Regions from separate parts of the Rattus norvegicus genome. Here region 1 is linked to region 2. Evidence: chromatin contacts called from public Hi-C data. All regions are on one chromosome and are shown on one strand. The core of a region is the stretch at or near the end of the contact, and the rest is flanking DNA. Distances in the headings are between cores, read along the strand shown.

Region 1 (3,491 bases), core at 796-3,295, 140 kb before region 2:
CCCAGGGTTGGCATCTTCTCCCTAACTTGGATAATAACTCAGCCCGTTTCTTTTAAGACCTTGAACCTGGGGAGATGGTGGACTGCATTAGACTCTGAGACGATTCTGTTTCAAGTGTGCTTTAGACTTGAAGGTAGACTATGACTCACTCACTGAATTTTACGTTAGTAACTTGGATGATTTTCAGCAAATATCTAGAGGCATTGTAATCTAAAGACTCAAGAGTTGGTGTCTGTGAGGTTCCCACTGATGGGAGCTCTTCTCTTCCTTTGGAAGCATTGTTTTTGTCCTGTTGCTTCTCACCTACTATGTGGGAAGTTCGGAATTTGGGGAACGTAAGTAAATGGTGGTGGGATGTTCTTTGTGGCCCCATTCTGCAAGATTGTTTTGTTTTTCTATTTAACTAGAGGTATCCAAGACCCATTTATCTGCATTACTATTCTGTGTTCTAACTCTGCCTTTAGTGAAAAGATGTGAGCATACTGATGTGGAAGGGTGTGTGTGTGTGTGTGTGTGTGTGTGTGTCTGTGCACGCGCACATGCGTGCACGCAAAGCTACTCTCTCAGCTCTCTGACTTTTCATCCTCCAAGCTACAGGGTGGGTCCATTAGCATTTGGATATTTAACATGTACTTCAAAAATAACAATAAAAAGGAAATGCTTCTGAGAAACCATTACCGCTAAGCCTTTCATTAGCTTGAGCTTCTTTTTCTGAATTGGGAGTCTCTCAGGATTTTGCTGTGTCTCACCATGGTCTCTGTAGACCAGGAGAGTCTAGTGTGTGTATTTGCTGGAGCGGGGCTATTCGAGCCTCCATCTATTTGTCCCTGGCAAGGGAATCTTATTACTGCTGTTTTTCTTTTTAAATGTAGCCAGCATCGAGACTTATTGTTTTCTTGCTCCGTTCCTTCAATCGTGTTTATTTCTGCTGAAAGATGGTATTGATGCCTAAGACAGTAAAGCTGGGGGCTACTGTTTCTCTGTCTACCTGTCTCTGTGTCTGTCTGTCTGTCTTTTGTAGGCACTCAATTGAAAGCCTTGACATATTAGGCAAATACTTGCTCCATCAATCATTGAGTTACATCCCAGCCCTTGTGTTGTCGTAAGTCCGTTTTGCTATGGAGTCCAGGCTGGTGTTAAATTCTTTATTCTCCATCTTCTATCTCTCAAGTCCTGGGCATCATCTGCATGTGCCACCACACCCTGCGGAAGCTTCCTTGTTAGGAATCAGGTGTGATGTCTGTCCAGATGTGTGGTCATATGGTGAGCCGACATTTGCTCTAGGGTGTGATGCTCTCTACCTTCAGAATCAGCAGGATAAGCTGTGATATCAGACGTGGCAGCAGGTGGCGCTTGGAGGTGGTGGCAACTGGTGACTTGTGGAGCCCGTCCTGCCTCACTGCACTCCTGATTCACTGAGCTTCATCAGAATGGTTTGGTGTGCTGCTGTGAGCACGACTGACTGGAAGACAAAGGCTTCCGGGCGGGAGGAGCTTCAGGGGCTCACAATTAGAGGATTTTCATGGTGTTTTGCTTCGGTCGGTCCAGATGACCATGAATGCAGGAGAGTTCCTGCAAGAACAAGAACTCTAAACCTTGTAGTGAATGCCATGGAGGTAACACAGCAGTGAGCACATGTCTTAGAACTACTAACTCCCATCATTTACCCAGATACCACAGCAGTGCTCCAGAGGCATAACCCGGAGCTATTCCACCGCCTTTCTCTGTTGAGGCCATTGTCAGGGTGCAGCTAGCTAAATGTTTATAGTTTGTGAACCCAAAGATCTAAGAATGAGGCTTGGAGTGAGGTGGAGGTAGATCTGGCCTCCTGAGGAGGAGTGATCATCAAATAATTATTTCTGTGTGTTCAATTTTCACTCATTGGCTACGGATTCATTTCAAATACATGAGAGGAACTGAATCTCCACGTTTAGTTCACAGAGCAAGCATGTAAACATCATTAAGCATGGTTCTGTCTTCCAGATAAGATTCCTGAGTCATACAGAGGGCAAACAGCTTGACCAAGGCCATGTGGTTAACCAGTCAATGACACTTAAATCCTGCTGGCCCAGGCCAGTTCCAGGGCATTTCGTCATCAGTTAGGCTACTCTTTTAAGTAGATGGTGAAACCTCAGAAAGCTAGGTTAATGGGGACTTTATTGAGGACAAGGGTAATCTGACTTCATTGAAGAATATTTAATGGGGACTTCTGTGTGTTCTTGCTGTGTGTGTGTTTCACTTTCTGTCAAAGGCTTCTCCTTTGTGGCTGTGGCTAGCACAGCTGGACTGAGTGTTGCAGTTGCTGACTTGCAGACCATTAGATTTTACGAGCTGTGAAACGCAAGGGGCCTTGAATACAGAAGCTATTCAACATTTGCCTTCAGTGGCAGTTGTTACAGAGGTGAGTTAGGACTCGAAACACAAAATGGAAAGCAGTATTGATCCTAAATGTAAGTCATGTGGCCGTGGGGATGCAGGGACTCAGCAATGAAAGCATCATGAGTGTGTTTTCTGACAATTCTGACGGCCTGGAGTATAGTACCAGCTTTGATGGTCTGGAGTGAAGGTGTGAGTAGGGCTGTCCCTCCCTCTCTGCAGAGTCTAGGAGAATCTGTTCTTTCTTCTCGTAGCTTGTGGTGACTGCCAGAATCCCTTTTCTTGGGCTGGTTTATTTGTCTCTGTGAGGTCAGTCTTCCCACCACCTCCCTTGTATTTGGTATCAGGATGGTTCCTACATGTTGAGGACACCTTTGACTGTATTTAGGGACAAACCGGGACTCTTCAATAAAATATCTTTAGCCTAATTGCATTTGTAAAAGCCCCTCTCTTCAGCCCCTTGGCTTGCTGCCTTCCCTTTTTACTTGGTAAAGAAACATGAGTAGATTTTAGGAATTATGATGTAAATCCCATTCAATAGGCCATTGTTTGGCCTACCACATGATAACAGATAGAATTAAAACCTTTCTTCTGTCATGTTTGTTACTATAAACAGTTTGTAGCCCATTTGTGATGCTCCCAGATAATTGATCACTCACATTTGAGAAGAAATAAGGACATGCTTCCTTAAACTTTAACCATGATGTGATTGATAATCTTGGTTGCCAACCCGATTGGATTTAAAGTCCCCATAGAAACAAACCACTTTGCACGTCCGTGCAGAACTTTCGAGATTATTAAGTTAAGGTAGCATGATCCATCCTAAATGTAAGAGGTACCATTCCATGGGATTGGGGCTCAGGCTGAATAAGCAGGAGGAACAGGCCAGGTAGCGTGGGGCACACCTTTTAATCCTAGCATTCTGGAGGCAAAGGTGAGTTGATCTCTGAGGTTGAGGCCAGCCTGGTTTACAGAGTGAACACCAGGGTAGCCAGGGCTAAAGAGAGAAACCCTGCCTTAAAAGAAAAACAAGCATTAAGAATTACACAGCTCACATTCACTCCGACTCTGTGTGCAGTGTGGGGCAGATTGTCAGTGTTCAGGCTTTATTAAAC
Region 2 (3,308 bases), core at 684-3,183:
GTGGAGTGGGCAAACTCCCCTTGGTAAGCTATTCACAGAGCCTGCGCTGGTTTACCATGACTGGATTCTTTTCTCTCTCCTTGGCTCATTTGCTGGTTATAGTTCATTTTACAAAGAAAACACTTTTCTTCTAGTAGTGAAGTAAAATTTTTACCTCACCCCTCCAACCCAGCCCCTGCTTGGCTGCAGACCAAAGCCAGAGAGAGCCCCATGCTTGATAGGTAAGTGTCTCCCAGTGAGCTAAATTTCCCAATCCCAGATTGCAGTGTTTTTTTAGTGTATAATCTAGCAGTAGTGACTTTCTCACTTCTGTAACAGTGTACAGAGACACCTTAAAAGGGAAGGAGCCAGGTCCAGGATATAACACATAAGAATTTCCTCTCCAGTAGCTACTTCCCCTGAAGGGCCCTCTTCCCTGAAGGAATCAAGGGCCAGGGGCTTAATCACAGGATCTGTGGAGGGCGTGGCATGCATACCGCAGCAGTGGTTGCAGGAATTCCCAGCGGTGATGGACACCGTCCTTTCGTAGAGCATTTATCATCTCAAAACGAAAGCTGCTAGCTCTTCAGATAACGAGGAAAAGCAGGTCCTTAATGCCAAGAGCAGTTTAATCTGAAATGAGCTGAAAATAGTAAGGGAAGAAACTCACGGAGTCGCCCCAAGTTGACCTTCTTCCAGCTGTCTGCCCACCGTCTCACCAAAGCACAGGAGACGGGAAATTTCACTTTGGCGAGGAGAAGCTCCAGCAGCGCCTGCAGCCTTAACTTGTTTTCAGAACACTTTCCACCCAAGTGGTCCTGCAATCAGTGTTCCTAGTCAGTGCCTCCTATACCACACACAGGACTTAGTCCCACTATGTATGTTTGTGTATGTGCCGTGTGTCTCTCGTAACCTCTCTCCACTCTGGGTGCTGAGGATCCAAACACAGATCCGTCTGCTTGTGTGACAGGCACTTTACCAGCTGAGCAATTCCCCCCAACCCAACATCTAGGTCCTAAGTTCTCAATTGAATATTTGTCTTTATGTTGATTCATCTCAATAAGAAGAGCAGTACACTCAACACCCTGAACAAAGCATCTAATAACTAAGGATGTTACTAAGTAAATCTCAGTGTTGATGGTCCAGGGAGGCGGTACATTAATGAATGGTCTCTGAGCCGTTCGTGCCTCAGTCCAGCTCAGCCTCTGATAGTGTCCAGGTGGGGCAGGGGACAAGTAGGTGACAGCATGGAAGTTTCTACACCGAGTCTCATGACCTTAGAGTAGCCTCAGTAACACAGACAAACTAAGAACATCAGACGTCTTTCCAGTCTGGGTTTTTAGGGACCTGCTACAGATTGGGCAGGCCATGTCAGATTCTTTTCTATGGCTCATGGCTGCTGTCTGTAACTATTTTACAGCACTGGGGAAAGTTTTTGTTGTTTCTGTTTGGTTTTTTCAAGATAGGGTTTCAATGTGTATCCCTGGCTGTCCTGGAACTAACTCTGAACACCAGGCTGGCCCCCAACTCACAGATAAGCACCTGCCTCTGCCTCTTAAGTGCTGGGTTAAAGGCCTCCACCACTACAACCATCATGGTAGGTTTTTTGTTTGTTTGTTTGTTTGTTTGTTTTGTAGTTGTTGTTCTAAATCTGTATTCTAGAAACCCGTGTCTCCGTGTCTAGGACAGGACCAGTAGAGTCTGTCTGGGCTATGGTAGATCTTGGTGGCCTGCTGTGTCTTTCTCAAGAGTACTGGAGTTTTGGCACTTAGGAAGGTCTTGGGGCTCCGGAGGGAAGGAGCTTGCCCCTGGCCTGGTAGTGAAAATGCCTGCTATGGTCTTGGGGAGGCAGCTGCTAACCAGCTTCCTGGAGGCCCTGCCAAGACTGCTGGATTAACAGGGTTTATCCAGTGTCCCAGCCATGTAAGTTTCCAGGAAGATGGGTTGTGGTAAGCCCACAGCAGCCTTGGCACTGTTCCTGGTGGCCACTCACAGTTAAAGGGACATATCACCCTGCACTTGAATTCTTAGGCAACTCTTGTTCTGTTTTCCCTCTCTCTGCTCTCCCTCTGTGTTCCAGTCCTTTTTTTTGAAAGAATAGAATATCTAGTTGTGACACATAAATCATGTGTAAGAAGGTAGGATTTCATGTTCTCTCTCATTGCTTACCCATCTTCCCACATGGAATATCTATGTTTCTGGACATGTACATATCTAAATGTAAGTATAAATCTGTGATAAGGAAATACATCTTAAAATGAACCCCACGACAGGTTGCTGTGTACAAGTCACTCTGCACTCATTAAAATAACATGTATTCCATAGTGAAGAGGCACCTTTTATTGCTGGACCACAGCAGTCGGGTTTTGAGACAGGGTCTTGCTGTGTACCCACACTGGCCTGAAATTGATTTTGTAAGCCAGGCTAGCTTCCATCTTGCCATCCCCCTGCCTCAGCTTTCTGAGTGCTGCGATTATAGGTGTGCACTGTCATGCCCTTCTCCTCTATGAACATTTCTGAATATTTATCCTCACTCGTTTTTAATATTTCCCACAATTAAGAAATAAAAATTCTGAAGCGTAAGTATTATTAAAGATTTGGGTGAATGCTAGGGTCATGTTCAGGTAGAGCAAGTCCCTGTCACACTCAGGTTCCCCGAGGTCTGTCAGAGTCCTTAAGAAAAAGACTTTGAGGGTTGGGGATTTAGCTCAGTGGTAGAGTGCTTGCCTAGCAAGCGCAAGGCCCTGGGTTCGGTCTCCAGCTCAGAAGAAAAGAAAAAAAAAAAGAAAAGAAAAGAAAAAAAGACTTTGGTCGATGGTACTGTGTCTTCCTTGCATGATGTTGGGCTGTTGCTTTAATTTAAACTGGACACAGACTAACCTGCTTTTTTACACACTGACTCCTTCCATATGTCCTAGTTCCAAGTAGGACTTGCTTGTTGTATAAGATATAATTCCTCCCTTGTTTAGCTAGAGCATGCTTTACTTATGGTCTGGGGTGCGTAGTGATTGAAATGTAGGTGTTTAGTACACTATTGGGCCTAGAAACCTTGGGGTTCTTTGGTTAACCCCGCATGCAGTGCGCTATTCTGGTGTTCTTGTCGGGGCTTATCTAGTAGCTCTTAGGTGGGACCTGAGGTAGTGAAAGATCTGTTCAGACTCACTCAACACTAGTAACAACCCGCCATATGTATTCATCCATTCTTCAAACAGTAAAATCCTTTTCTGGGCAAACTGCTATTCTCCTCAGCTGAAAACTGTGTGTTAGTGTGGAGTACTTATGAATGAAACCTTCAGATTAGTAAATGGTGTGGATTCCCTGAGCTTTGT

Evidence for each region. Hi-C and Micro-C count contacts between places; a contact is called where the count stands out from the background.
Region 1: a Hi-C map of liver shows a contact between it and region 2, with 4 times the contacts expected there. The contact joins two enhancer-like sites. A contact is called at or near these places in 9 of 12 Hi-C or Micro-C datasets (the A7r5 cell line, the Rat2 cell line, frontal cortex and 4 more).

What each region holds. Positions count from the first base shown.
Region 1 is chr1:239,603,660-239,607,150 of GRCr8, reverse strand. All of the region lies in intron 2 of Sgms1 (sphingomyelin synthase 1), which reads left to right. Among named protein-coding and RNA genes, the nearest start is that of Sgms1, 67 kb to the left of the region's middle. Within about 2 kb of position 2,045, at least 13 of the 93 cell types and tissues checked have an H3K27ac peak or open chromatin away from gene starts, as enhancers often do. A contact at or near this core is called in liver, where this site is marked.
Region 2 is chr1:239,461,881-239,465,188 of GRCr8, reverse strand. The region is part of intron 5 of Sgms1 (sphingomyelin synthase 1); the gene reads left to right. Among named protein-coding and RNA genes, the nearest start is that of Asah2, 110 kb to the right of the region's middle. Within about 2 kb of position 1,933, at least 18 of the 93 cell types and tissues checked have an H3K27ac peak or open chromatin away from gene starts, as enhancers often do. A contact at or near this core is called in liver, where this site is marked.